Linked DNA regions of Sus scrofa: region 2 is linked to region 1. A link is a contact called in public HiChIP or PLAC-seq data. All regions are on one chromosome and are shown on one strand. The core of a region is the stretch at or near the end of the contact, and the rest is flanking DNA. Distances in the headings are between cores, read along the strand shown.

Region 1 (7,487 bases), core at 2,525-5,024:
TTGTACCCTCCTCTTCTCATGATTTCTGATTTTGGTAGCATATTTGTGTGTGGATGATTACCTACCTTACTATATGTATGCCTTTACTGGTGAGCCTTGTCATTTGTAGTATTTTTATTTCTAGTTGTGGCCTTTTCTTTTCCACCCAGAGACATTCCTTTAGTATTTGTTGTAAAGCTGGTTTAGTGGTGCTGAATTCTCTTGGCTTTTGCTTGTCCATAAGCTTTTGATTTCTCCTTCAAATCTGAATGAGAGTCTTGCTGGGTAAAGTAATCTTGGTTGGAGGTTTTTTCCTTTCATCACTTTAAGTATATCATGCCACTCCCTTCTGGCCTGCAGTTTCTGCTGAAAAATCTGCTGATAACCTTATCAGGGTTGCCTTGTATGTTATTTGTGTCTTTTCCCTAGCTGCTTTCCATATTTTCTCTTTGTCTTTAATTTTGGTCAGTTTGATTAATATGTCTTGGGCTCTTCCTCCTTGGGTTGATTTTATATGATACTTGTTGCACTTCTTGGATTTGAGTGAGTGATTCCTTTCCCATGTTAGGGAAGTTTCTGGCTATTACCACTTCAGATATTTTTTCTGGACCTTTCTCTCTCTCTTTTCCATCTGGCACCCTATAATACAGATGTTGGTGTGTTTAACAGTGTCTCAGAGTTCTCTTAGACTGTCTTCATTTGTTTTCAATCTTTTTTCTCTTTTCTATTCCACATCAGTGATTTCCACTATTCTGTCCTACACCTTGCTTATTTGTTCTTCTGCCTCCTGTTTTGTGCTGTTGGTTGCTTCTAATGAATTTTTTATTTTGGTTATTGTATTTTGCATCTGTGCCTGCTTAATCCTTAAATCTTGTATTTCTTTGCTCAGTGTTTCTTGTAATTTATCAATCTATGCCTCCAGTTTATTTCCAAGGTCTTGAATCATCTTCACTATCATCAGTCCAAAGTCTTTTTCATGGAGGTGTATAGTCTCCAGATCACTTATCTGTTTTTATGGGTTTTTTTGTTGCTCCCTTATAAGAGTAATAGTTCTCTGCCTTTTTATTTTTGTATAGATTTTTGGTGTGGTCTCCTTTTTTCAGGCAATAGAGTTGTAGCCTCTCTTGCTTCTGATGTCTGCCCCCGCCCCCATAGCTGATGTTAGTATGTAGCTTTCTGTAGGTTTCCTGATGGAAGGGACTGCTGCCTGCCTACTGGTAGTTGGAGCTGATTCTTCTCCCTCTGGTGGGTGGGGCTTTGCCTCTGGGTGAGATGGGAAGCAGCTGTGTGCCTTGGGGTCTTTAGGCAGCTTGTTGGTGGATGGTGTGGCTGTGATCCCACCCAGATTATTGTTTGGCTTGGGACTTCTCAGCCCTGATGGTTGGGGCTAGAGTTTTCCAAAATGGCCACCTCTATAGGAGCACATGCTGATGATTATTCCCCAAACCTTTGCCTCCAATGTCCTTCCCCCACAACAAGCCACTGTCACCCCCTGTTTTCCCAGCAGATCCTCCAATAACTGCAGTCACGTCTGACCCAGGTTTCTGTGGAGTCTCTGCTTTTCCCTGGGACCTAGTGGACATGAAACCTTGTGTGTATCTTTCAAGAATGGGGTCTCCATTTCCTCCAGTCCTATGGGACTCCTGCACACAAGCCCCACTGGCCTTCAATGCCAAATGCTCCTGGGGCTCCTTCTCCCAATGCCAGATCCTCAGGCATGGGGACCTGATGTGGGGCTCAGAACTCTTACCCCTGAAGGTGAGTCTCTGTAATATAGTTACTTTCCAGTCTGTGGGCTGCCTACCTGGTGCCTAGGGGATTGCTTATATCATGTAATCACCCCTCCTACCATCTGGATGTGGCCTCCTCTTTGTTTTCTGGAGTAGGGTATCTTTTTTGATGGTTTGCAGTCTATTTGGTTGAAGGTTGTTCAGCAATTGGTTGTAATTTTGTTGCTTTTATGATAGAAGGTGAGCTCCAGTCCTTCTACTCCACCATCTTAATCCCATCTCCAAAAATGCTTTTCTTATAATTTTTCATTCTCTCCATATTATGAGGGGTTATGATTGTCCTTATTTCTCAGCTAGAATGGATAAGATAAGTACATTTCTAAGGTCACACAGGTAGGAAATAGCAGTTAGGATTTGGACCTTCATTGGACTAACTGTAGGGTCACTGCTTGTCAATAGAGTGGATATATGACAGTTTACTTATCTAGCCTTGATACAACAAGTGATTGAATATTTTTGTGAAAGGGGTTCACCTTTGCTTTGATAACCACTCCAGTTCCACACTATCTTCTTGTTCTCTAAACACATCAAGCTTGCCTCCTGCCACAGGGGCTTTGCACTTATTCTCCTTTCTGCAGGAACTGTCTACCCTACTATATGCAGCCATAGTTTGGTCCCTCATTGCATTCATTTGTTTGTTTGTTTTTTGTCTTTTCAGGGATGTGCCTGAGGCATATGGAGGTTCCCAGGCTAGGGGTCATCTCAGAGCTGTAGCCGCTGGCCTATGCCACAGCCACAGCAACACCAGATCTGAGCTGCATCTGTGACCTACACAACAGCTCATGGCAATGCTGGATCCTTAACCCATTGAGCAAGGCCAGGGATCAAACCTGCATCCTCATGGATGCTGGTCAGATTCGTTTCCACTGAGCCATGAGGGGAACTCCTCATTTCTTTGTTAATCACTTCCTTTGAGATGTCTGCCCTGGCCTCTCCCTTCGTTGTCTCTTTTCTGGCTCATTTTCTTTCTAGCACTTATGAATAGTTGGTATTATTGTATACTTAAGTATGTATTTTTATTTTTCTTACTAAAAATCAATTTCCATGAGAATGTAATTTTGGTTTCCCTTACTTAGCTTTGCTTCCCTAGTGCTCCAAAATCCATCTGCCTCAGTAAAAGAAGCTGACTGATATTTGTCTAGTGAATGGATAATGGAAGCCTTTTCTCTATTTTAAAGTGTTCGATATGATGATTGGAATCAATATGTTGATAGGTATGGACAATAGAAGTTTCTTTATACATTCTGTGCAGTTACATTTCAAAAAAGTAAGTAAGGACTGGTTTAAATTTCCACGAGCAATAGAGGAATCTGCCCCATTCACTCTTCCCGAGACTGACTGGACCTGACCCAACTGTGATAGTCAAGATCACCATATCCTGAGCTAGCAAACTCAGACATGCACCCATCCCTCCAGAAGTCTGTCCTAAGGTAGCCATTGGTTTTTCTATGTCAGAAGATGTTACAGGTTACACTCACTGCTTCTTATTTATACTTTTCCTTGTCATTTCCTACCTTCTCCAGGGAGGAAATGCTGGGCATTATAATTAGTTCTGGGGAAGGGTTTGGAGTGGAACTGAGATGATAGAATAAGCTCTGTGCTGGTTTAAAGCCTGAACTTTTTGACGGGGAGCTAGGATTTAAGTCCTGCCCTGCCCTTCCAGTTCTGCATCTGGAAATATGAGATAATCACCCAGTGTCCACTTCACAGATTGCTGTGCGGTAGAAATGCAGTCATGTGTGATGTTTGTAGTACCATGATAGGTTCATGGTAGGCCTGCAATTTACCTTAAAGCGGCGTAATCAACACCCACTCCACAGAAACACTGAGCAATTTCTTTGGTCCCAGCCTGTTCTCTGATGGTGTCCAGGATGGGAAGATGCTATAATCTTGCTTTGCTGCAAAGTTGGCAGGAAGGGCAGGAGGCCAGTGGTGTCACTGTCCTGGTCACTGCTTGTAATGGGGCAAGCACATTGGAAGAGTGACAGATCTATGGGAAACGAGAAGTCAGTGAGGCCTGACATCTAAAAAGGACCTCAAGAAGGGACAGAGAGGAAATGGGGTGTCAGCTGTGGTGCTGAGTAGGTTGTCTTTTAATAGAGCCATATTCCAGGAAAGAGCTTCTTGAGTAAGGAAGTTCCCCGAACCCAAGCCCTGAAACATTTCAGCAGCAGGTTTTGAAAGCAGCTTTCTTTGGCTGGTTGTGATAGCTCGTGTTGTAATGTCTCTTCAGTTAGTTTTAGAAGGCTGCATTTCTTTGGAAAAAAATTTGACTAATATTTATTAAGAACTTCCTCTAGGCCATATGAATATCAAACATTTTTAATGAATTCATTCACTGAAGAGATACTTCCTGCATGTCAGCCATGTCCCAGGCATTGACCTGAGTGGGAATATAGCAATGAAGCAAAGACAACATCCGTACCATCATAATAGAGCCTACTTCCCAGAGCACCCAACCTGCAACTGGTATACATCTGAAGATAAAATTTTAAAAATAATGCTTATATAATCATAGAGATCTTTCCAAATTAGGACAGATAAAAATGTGTTGTCTGAAGCCACATTGGATTTCCAACAGATCTATGTATTGCAATTTATTTAACCATTGTCTTGTTAATGAAAAGTGGATTGTTTTTAGTCTCTCGTTATCACTAACAGCATCACAGCTACCATCCTTGAAGAATATGTCTTTGCACACCATTCTGGATGTTTACTGCATTCCAGAGCATCCTCCCTCTTCCATTAGAAAGGGGTTGTGTGGGCTCTTAGAGTCATCTTCTTTGATAGACGTTCCCAGATGCCTTTTTCATTTTGAATTATCTTTGTCATGTACAGTCCTAGCTGAAACTATTCCATTATAAATGTTATTTTTTAGACAAAGACTACACCCACATGTCTCCTTGAGACAGGTTCTTTCCACCTTTGGTTCTCTGGGACAATGACTTATAATTCTTAAAATCCTCTCCCTCTCTTTAAGAGTGTCTTCTCCCATGGAAAATTTTGTAACATAAACCTTGACATTTCGTGTTACTATGTTATGAATGAGATTCTCTTACATGATACATTCTAACTGGTTGTTAGTTGTTTGTTGTCTTCAGCAATCTTACCGTTGTCTGCTAACTCTAATAGTTATTCAGTTGATTCTTTTGGGTTTTCTGGATACATAGTCATAGTACATATAAATAATGCTAATATCCCTTCTTCCTTTCATCTTAGGGTTTGACTTATTCTTTCCCTAAGTCAATCTTGGCCAGTGATATTGGGGCAGAGCAGAGATAGCAGCAGTAGGGTAAGTAGCATCAACTTGATTTTATCTGTGCGAAGAGATGCGATGTATAAACTGGAATCCATGTAAAACTGGAGGACATGGGATTTCTACCAACATCCCCAAACCATAAATTATTTCAAGGTTTAGAGCAGCTTGGATGACTTGAAAAATGTCCTTTACATTAAAGATGACTTTGGCAAGTTGTAAGGCTGCAAGTTATCTGGCAAGTTTGTGGCCCCCACTATGTGTTTTGCATAATTCTATTAGCAGGCTTTTCATAGCATATTGCAGTCATTTGTTCAGTTGTCATTCATTTTTTTTTTCAGTCATCATCTGCCGCTCAATTGTACAGTGAGCTCCTTGAGGGCAGGCATTTGTTTTTTTCCTCTCCATACGCCCAGTTACTAGCAGAATGTCTGAAAGTGTTGATTCTTGACATGTGCTTGCTAATGAATTATTAAATTGCCAAATGTGTGAATGAAGATGCATAGACAAGGTCATGCATTTTTGTTGGATGTTGAATGAATGAGCAAATAGAGTCATGACTCCACTGGGTTTCTCATGCCCCCAAATGGAAGGACTAAATGAAAATGAGGCTGAGACCTTACTTCTTCTTCCTTGGGTTCAGAGTTGAGGAAGTCAGTGGGTCAAATGAGCTGGCTTAGTTCCTCTGTCAGACTTCCTTTCTTCTTTTGGGATGGATGGTTTGGTAGAGACTTGATTTAGCAAGAATGTCTCCTTTACATTTTGCTCAGGAACAGCTTGTACTTCTGGAGGCTGAATCAGGCATGGACTCTTTTCCTTTTTTTTTTTTTCTTTTTCCTTTTAAAGAACCCTAAGCAGGTTTTTGCAGATTTGATTCACTAACAGTACTGTTGATCTGAAACTACTAGTCTCTTTAGGGAAAAATATCAGCTTTATTCAGGAACGGAGCATCAGCTGTGGAGGTGGTGAGTCTAAAAAGACCCCTCTCCTACCATTCAAAGCTCATCATGTAATGATTTTGCAATTACTTGACTCTCTGTGGATAGTTTACACACACACAGAATTTCATGCTTAGATTTCCTATGAATTCCGTCAAACAGTAGATTTACCTGATTTCATGTAATTTTTAAATTTTTTTCCACCAGAGAGGCCAAGTCATTGAGCCCCTTTAACACGTTGCAGATTCAGCCTCCCACCTTGAGATAATGAATATAGATTCTATCTTTTATGCCAAGTGTGACTGACGACTAACAGCCGTGTTATGTTGTGGAGTGCTGTGTTTTGAAAGATGCTGAGGTTGTATCTGGGACTAAGTGCAAAACAGTTCTGCTGTGGTTGTGGGAAGGGGGAAAGTGTGGCTCATATACCCTGTGTTTATTTATATTTTATGTTCTAACACTTGAGGACAGGAATGTTTCCCGGATCAAAATCACCCCTCTCTCAGTCTTTTGGCCACTTTGGTCCACAACATTGTCATTCATCTCAGAACCTTTGCAGCATGTGCTGCCTGACCCATTTAATCATCCCAGTTTTCTGAGGGTTTTAGTGATCTGGTCAAGCATGTTTCATCTCCCCAAGTGGATGGTGTCAGAAGTGGACTTCCACTGGAAGCTGTACATGGGCTCCAGATGCCTCAGAGAATCCCCACTTTGCCATCTAATGGTGTATTTCCTGAAGCAAGTTATCTAGACTCTCTAAGACCTGGTTTATTTTCTCACATAATTATGAAGATTAGATGAGATAATATAGGTGTTTAGTCCAGCATAGGCTCACCAAGATCCTACCATTATCATGGTCACCTTGAAGGAATGTAATGACCTCCAGCCTTGCAAGTGTTGATGGCAGTTTGTTTGAATGGCATTTGGAAACAAAGAGGAAAGACTGTCCAGGAGAGGGTGCTTTAGCTCATGTCTTTGATTAGTCTGGTTCATTGTATGAGGCCATGGGTAAAGTGGCAGGTCAAGTTGTGTTGACTGGTTCTGCTGGTGCAGTTGTCCCAGTGGAGAGGGAATGTGTCTGGCCAAGTTCTGTTAAACACTGGATACCTTACCTCTTTTACATTTGCTGACTTCTTCTCTTATACAGGAAGAAAATAGTCTGATGATGGGGACGTGAGTGTTCTGGCCACCGTGACAATTATTTGTACTTTACTAAATTTGAGAGAACAGATTGACGATGAAAGGTTAAAGTTATAGTTCCCATAATGGTAATTTCTTGTTACAAATTAATCCGTTGTCATTCTAGTGCTCTCACAAACTAGGCTGAAGCAGGGCTGTGAGTGATGGCGCTTGTTTAACAAAATAAACCTACAAAGATGACCAGACTTTGAACTATGGTAACTTTATTAAAATGCTAAATGCAACACTGTGAGGTATTATGTAGGGCAGACTGTTGCATTTTTCCCCTTCGTGTATCCAGCGTAGCCATTGGCAGAGTTCACTGAGATTCTTTTCTTGGAATGT
Region 2 (7,487 bases), core at 1,905-4,404, 180 kb after region 1:
TCAGGTGTACAGCATGGTGATTTGAAGTTTTTAAAAGTTATACTCCGTTTATGGTCGTTATAAACTATTGACTAGATTCCCAGGGTTGTAAAATATATCTTGTAGCTTATTTATTTATTTTATACATAATAGTTGGTGCCTTTTAATCCCCTACCCCTTTGTTGCCTCTCCCACCCACTTCCCTCTCCCCACTGGGAACCACTGCTTTGTTCCCTATATCCATGAGTCTGTTTTTTCCTTTTGGTTATATTTACTACTTTGTTGTGTTTCTTAGGTTCCATGTTTAAGTGATATCACAGTATGTGTCCTTCTCTGTCTGCCTTATTTCATTTAGCATCATAACCACCAAGTCCATTCATGTTGCTGCACATGGCAAATTTTCATTCTTTTTTATAGCCCATGTTCTTCAGCGATGCTGCTATAGAGCTACTATGTCTGAGCAGTGAGGGGAAAATGTATTACGTAGAGTCCTACGGCTGGTTAATGATGGAGATAAGCTCCTCCTCTCCCTCTCCCATCCTAGAGAGAGTGAGTCCCTTCGCTGTCTCGTCATTTCCCATCCCAGGTTATGATGCTGGTGGAATGCTCGTTTTGGTATAGCATAAAACGTGCTGCAAAGACCGTAGGGTCTTTGCCCAGGCAGAGATATCCATGTGCACTATTCATGCAAAATGTCAGTGGTTATTATGGGCACACATTTGGAACACAGAGGGCCTAACATTTAGGGGAGGGGTACAAATTTATCATTCAACAATTATAATATTTCCACATTCATATATAGGTATATTTATTATTTCTGTGGTCCTTTGAAGTGTTCAATGTGTTGCTGAAGTCATTAAGTAAATGATGATGAAATCACAACTAGCATAGAGGTTCCAACACAGAATGTTGCTTAGTAAAGACTTCAGCTTCATTTAATTCTTTTCTCTGTGCATAAACTATAGTGCCTGAGACATCTGCATTCCTATCCCGGCTGGGCCATGGAGAAGCCTTGGGTGAGCTTCTCTGCATTTTCATTCTGTCCTCTGTAAAGTGAAAAAATGGTCTTGGGTGTTTCCCTCCTAATGGTCCTTTTGTCCTTGATATTGTACGGTCCTGGACCTGAGAAAGATGGGTTCAGGTGTTTCATTACTGATTTTTGTCACTCGTATTGTGATGACGATCTAGGATTTATCTTGTGTGAGTCATTCTTGAATTAAACACTCATTCCTATATTGGCTGCTTACACTGACAGTTAGGCCAATTTGTCCTCTCTTTGGACCTGAATGGTACCTCATAATTCTAGCATCTTTCCTCCAGAATTCAGCACAATTCTGGTCAACTGAAGGTAAATGCAATCTCTTTATGGCATGATTGATTATGTAATCACGTGTAGGTACCAACCAGCTGAAGGATCTATGCAGTCTGGCTCAAATCCACTTTTCTTTTCGTGCTCTCTTATCACCACTCAACATAGTGATTCAGTCACATCAAATGACTTCTCACCTAAATCTGTTGTGCAGCTCCTTGCCTTTGTAGGAGGGCTTCGTCTTCCTTAGTTAGCAGTGGGAGCTACCATGTTGAAGGTTCTCACTACATGCCAGGCATTCTTGTACATCAACTCATCCAGTTATCTCAACAGCCCATTGAGACAGGTGATGTTCTTGTTCCCATTTTGCCGAAGTGGACACTGAGGTATGGAGAGATTAAACCACTCCTCTGAAGTTGTACAGTTGGTAAATGGCAGCACCAGTATTCCAACCCAGGCAACCTAGTTCTGAATTTCATGCTTTTAGCTACTGCCACAGACTGCCTCAGTTACATATATTTCTACCCATCTGTGAGGCCGAATAAAGGCTTCCCAAGATGTCTTCATCATAATCCCCCAAACCTGTGAGTAGGTCACCTTCCATGGCAAAAGGGACCTTTCCACTGTCATCAAGTTAAGGATCGTGAGATGGGAAGAGTGCCCGAATGATTCAGTGGGTCCAGTGTCAGTCATCACAAATATGGCAGGAGGGTGAGATCTAAAGAGATGTGTCCTTGGAATCAGGGGCATCGTCACAGAGGGATTTGTAGATGCTATGCTGTTGAATCTCAAAGTGGAGAAAGGGGTCACAAGCCAAAGAATGCGGCCTCTAGAAGCTGAAAAGGGCAAGGAGAAAGACTCTCCCTAGGAGGCTCCAGAGAGATTACAGCTCTGCTGACACCCTGACTTGAGACTTCCGACACTCAGAGCTATGCAGGCGTACATTTGTGTTGTTTTTAAGGTGCAGAGTTTGTGGCAATTTGTTAATAGCAGCCATAGGAATTGAAGAGACGGTGCTCTATGACCCAACTGAAATGATTCTTCTCCTGAATTCCTGAATCAGGTAGAGTTGACTGCTCCTCCTCTGGCTCTGCCATGCATTGTTCTTCATCATCTTATTTATTATACTTCATCACCTTTATTTATTATATTTATTGGCTTATGTATCAATGTCTTATGCACGTTGATGAATTATTCATTTTTGATTCCTCATCCTGTCCTGCTGCCTGGTATATAAACATAATCTATGAGGTGTTTGTGGACTGGCTGGCTATTTAAATAGCCCAGAGAATGAACAGGGTCCAAGGGTCATAATGAGAGCAGCTTGGAAACAGTAGCACAGAGAGTAACAGCTTTGATGCAGACAGACCTGTGTTGCTGACTAGCTGTGTGACACAGCAACAATGTCCTGATTCCCCTGAGCATCAGATATGGGACTGCAGTGTCTACTTTATATGGTAGTTGTTATAAAATATTAGATAAGAAAATATAGAGTCACCTGTTAAGCTCATCACTTAATAATTACCTTATCTGGAGTTCCCATTGTGGCTCAGCAGGTTAAGAACTTGATGTAGTGTCCATGAGGATGCAGGTTCAATCCCTGGCCTTGCTCAGGGGTTAAGGATCTGTCATTGCTGCAAGCTGTGGTGTAGCTCACAGATGTGGCTTGGATTCTGCGTTGCTGGGGCTGTGGCTCGGATTCTGCATTGCTAGAGCTCTGATTTGAACCCTAGCCCAGGCACCTCCATATGCCATGGATGGGGCCGTAAGAAGAAAAACATTGCCTTATCTTCCTCTGTGTGAAGGGAAACTTGGTTTGGCGCCCCGGTGTGTTGTAACACTGGGCAGTTTCCCTCATTACCATGTCAGCTCATATAGCATCAGTATAGCATCAGCCACTTAAGAGGTTCTCTTTGAAAGCTGAATGCATGTTACAGAGAGTAGCAGTCACTACTCTTAGAAAACACATACCGTGAGTGGCTAGTGCATGGCTTGACTTTTTCTTCTTTGGCAAGCAAGGATGAGAGTCATAATTTAAAGCCTGAGGGTAATATTGCATTTGGAAAAGTAGACACATCACATTTGTTCCAAGACTGTGTAAGCAGCAGGATTTGTTTCAGTTTGAGGGACAAGCTAGAAAAATCCAATGGCATTTCCGTGCCCATGGTTCTGGCAGCCCTGACAGTCTTCAGGAATGTCTGTGGTTCAAAGGCATGGCAGATCTGTGGTTCTGGACCCTCCCCACTGACTTCCCTAATCTCAGCTCCACGTCTTACTTGTCTCTTTAGAAATGTGGGAACATGAACTCGGTGTGTGGACCAGGGTGGCCTGTCATTGCTCTGTGCCCTTTCCCAGGCTACCTGGGGAGAATAGACATATCAAAAAAACAATAAGGACAAAAGAAAAAAATCAATGAGGACAAGAGGAAGCAGTGACTTTTTCAGAACAAAAAAGAGAAGGCACAATTGGCCAGAAAGGAGAAACAGCAAAGGGGAAGAGGAGGTAAGAGGCGAGAGTTTCCTTTTGAATGGACCCATGGAGCTGCCGTTGCTACTTCTCTGTTCCTCTTTGGTGTCTGCACTTTCACCTCTGCCTGCCTGGTACAACCACCCAGTCACCTCAACAGCTTAACTCCAGCCCATTCCTCAGCAATAAGCTCAGGACTGGGGTCTTCTCTGACCACAATGCTGGGTTTAGGACTTCCTCCATAGTGTCCCCTTTGCCCCTGTGCTACCTCAGCTCATTGCTTCACAGTTGAGTACACTTTGTAGATATGCCTGTCTTCTCCAAGGAACCATGGACAACTTGGGGAGAAGGGTGCATTATCACCTTCAATGTCGAATGACTAAATGCTCTAATTCTAACACACCTGCTGGAATGAATCACTCGGGGATTTTACCAACACCACCAATGCATGTTCTCCTATCTTGGAATTACTATTTAGCATAGCCTAGGGGGTTAACTGCTGGAGAGCTAGTGTACCAGACCCTGAAGAGAATGAAATATCAACACCAGTCTGTCAACATGTATTTCTTGGAGTAGGTCATTCATTTATTCATAAACCAACTCATTCTTTCAATAAAACTTTATTAAGAACCCATGGTTTGTAACTCATTCTGTCTATTCATTTTTTCACTCAACATTTTTTTTTTATTGTCTGTTCCATGTTCAAACTGTGGATATGTTGGTGAAAATAACAGGAGTGCTTCCCCAGTGGGAATCAGATAGCATATTGGAGAAGATGGACAATGCAAATGTAAAGGCACAAATGTAAAATTATGCCTTGTGATAAGTGCTTTGGAGGAAATGAAAAAGGTGCAGTTACAGGAAATAAAAACGGAAGGCTGGTCAGAGAAGATGTCTCAGAGGAGGTGGCAATTAAACCAGGCATTCTCCCAGAAACTGAACTCGGGAGGAACTGAGAGGCTGGCAGGCAATATGCCTGGAACCCTACAGTGGAATACTTCTTGCTGAGGAAGTTGCAGAAAATAGCAGTGGATGGAGAACCAGGAATGGATTACCAGGAAAGCTTTCCCTGAGGAAGTAGTGTTTCAACTGACTCCTGGAGAATGAGAAGGCATTTTTGAAACCTTCCAGGCGAGGAGATCAACATTGGGTCTTAACTTCTCTCAATTCTGGCACTTCCACCCTCCAGTTCATGCTGAAAGAAAGATCATTCTAAACCTAATTAATCCCCTAATTAATAGCTTAGGTAGTTCCCCATCCTCTCTCCAGGAAATACCCGGTGAACAATGGAACATGGCATATTTCCCAACCTGGTCCCCACATCAACAGTGGCCCCCTCCTTGTCTGCAAACTTTAGCAGTGAATTCTCAGATGGACTCCTTCACACACTGATTGTTATCCCGAGTTATTCCATCTGTTTTGTCCAGCTCCAACTTCCAGGCTTCTGCTCTAAGGTCCAGATCAGCTGACCTGAGTGACACCTGCCCCCATCATTCCCCTTGCCCTACCTCACACCTGGAGAGAGCAAATCCTTTCTTTTTGTCCTTCAGCAGCTTCTTGAACTTCACCGTATTTTGGAAGTTGTCTCACTGGACTATAATTATCTTGTGGTCTATCTTCTTTCTTAGAGCGTGTGCTTCACGAAGACGAGAATATTGTCTTTGTGATCTTTGTACTCCCAGGCCTAGAAAGCCCAGTGATTATATTGCAATTAATGGTCTCTTACTAAGTGGATGAGTGGAGAGAAGGGAAATGACTTATTGGTGAATTTGCATAGTAACTGTTTAGCTTAAAGGATGTAGGCTGGCACAAAGAAGAAATGGACATTAAGAAAGACAAAAGAGACTATACTTAATCCTGTGAGGAATGTACCAGAACGTAGGAAGCATGGGTTCCAAATTTCCGATTTTCTGAATTCATGAGAGTCATCAAGGAGAAACAGAATTAACTATTAGCCATGTATGTCCATGGATAAATCCAGGAATTAGCTACAGTGGCCCTCTCTAATTGTTATATAGAGAAAGCCAGTTGTATAATTTTGAATTTTCTAAAAGCCACATTAAAAAGGTAAAAACAAACAGGTTGATTTAATTTTAATTATATATTTAACATCCCATATTCAAAATATTATAATTTCCACATGTAAAATATCAAGATATTTTAATTTTAAGATTCTTGCTGTGAGTCCTCAAAATCTGGTGTGTATTTTGTACTTAAGAAAAGTCTCACTTTGGACCAGCTATATTTCCAGTGATCGATAGTCACATGGGGCTTGTGGCTTCCACATAAGAAAGCTCAGAGCTAGAGCTCATTTGGGTATTTCCAAAAAGGAAAATTTTTTTTCTTTTAAATTATTATTTGCCTTTTTATTTTCATGGCATAGACAAGAAAATGAATATTTGCTCAAGTAGAGGATTTACTGATCATTTTACACAATTTCATCAAGTTGGTTTATATATGCAATTCAGTGTCTTTGGAACTTGTTTTGCCCAGCAGGTGGGGTTGGGAAAAGTAGGGAGAAAATGGAGAGAAGGAATTAAAATTCCTTTTCACAGACACTTATGAGAAAAGTATAAATTTGTAAGGCTTTCTTAAACAAAAGTCACCAAGAGCCTTAAGAATGTTCATACCTATTGTTTGACATAAGAATCTTACTTTGAGGCATCAACCATCAGGAAACTTTTGGAAACGCAGATGGAGGTTGAGGCATCAAGATTTTCATTACCATTTCTTTACACAGATTCATAACTGGAAATGACTTAAAGTCCAGCATTATTGGGTAGGACAACTATGGTATATATGAATAATGAAGTATTGTGTTGCTGCTAAAATTTATGTGTGGGAATGTTTTTGATGGGATGGGAAACTGATAGAATGGTAATCAAAAGCATAGGAAAAACATGGTATATTAAACATTAAACTCTATGAAAGGTGCATGGAAAGACTGGAAGGAAACATCCAGTGTAATGATATCTCCATAGTGGAATTTTGAGTGACTCATCTTTTCCTTCTGTTTTGATGAGTTTTACAATTTTTATCCCAAGGACTGTACACTAGGTCCACAAGCAAGCAAAGAGAAACATGGAGACTATGGAACCTTGTTCGCTTTCTCTCAACCATTATCACTTTAGCAAGGAACACTTCCCCATACCTTCTTTCCCCTCCACACACGTATGTTCTCCCTCTCTGGCTTTGGGCAAGAAGGGAGAGAGAGGAGCTTAAGGGAGGGGCAGCTGAAAGCAGCTAAGTGATGGGGCATTTTCCTGGAAAAGAGGATGGAAGACCAGCCTTCTTGTCTTGTATTTCTGATGCTGACTGGGAAACCTCATCATCCCCCTGGGTTCCAGTTCCTCATCTCTCATTGGCATGAGTCCTTAGCCCCTTCTAACTCTCCACGATGAGTCCTTGACCAAAACCTTTACACCTAACATGTTTTCTCTCTTCCCCACATCTTTTCAGTTCTGGCTTTTCAGATTTTACATGTTAATTCTACAAATGGTAACTAGCTATATGATGGACTCCCCCCTCCCCCCATCTCTAAAGTCTTTCTAATACCAAATCCCGAAATTGCCCCAGATGTCACACCTTCAGTTCAGGAAGCTTCTCTGGTTTAACGTATTTTTAGAATACCGCCTATCTCTTAGGTCAGTAGCAGGAAAGAGGACCTTGGATCCGTTTTAGAAACTGTGATACGGAAGAACATTGCATTGAGAGATGAACAGCCCTGTTTTGG

The links. HiChIP or PLAC-seq counts read pairs in DNA pulled down with a chosen protein or histone mark.
Region 2: an H3K27ac HiChIP or PLAC-seq map of alveolar macrophages shows a contact between it and region 1. The contact joins two enhancer-like sites. A contact is called at or near these places in 1 of 47 Hi-C or Micro-C datasets (embryonic fibroblasts) and 1 of 2 datasets of contacts at active chromatin or transcription factors (alveolar macrophages).

What each region holds. Positions count from the first base shown.
Region 1 is chr4:11,027,432-11,034,918 of Sscrofa11.1, forward strand. No RefSeq gene overlaps it. Among named protein-coding and RNA genes, the nearest start is that of FAM49B, 550 kb to the left of the region's middle. Within about 2 kb of position 3,775, at least 3 of the 83 cell types and tissues checked have an H3K27ac peak or open chromatin away from gene starts, as enhancers often do. A contact at or near this core is called in alveolar macrophages, where this site is marked.
Region 2 is chr4:11,206,072-11,213,558 of Sscrofa11.1, forward strand. No RefSeq gene overlaps it. Among named protein-coding and RNA genes, the nearest start is that of FAM49B, 730 kb to the left of the region's middle. Within about 2 kb of position 3,155, at least 4 of the 83 cell types and tissues checked have an H3K27ac peak or open chromatin away from gene starts, as enhancers often do. A contact at or near this core is called in alveolar macrophages, where this site is marked.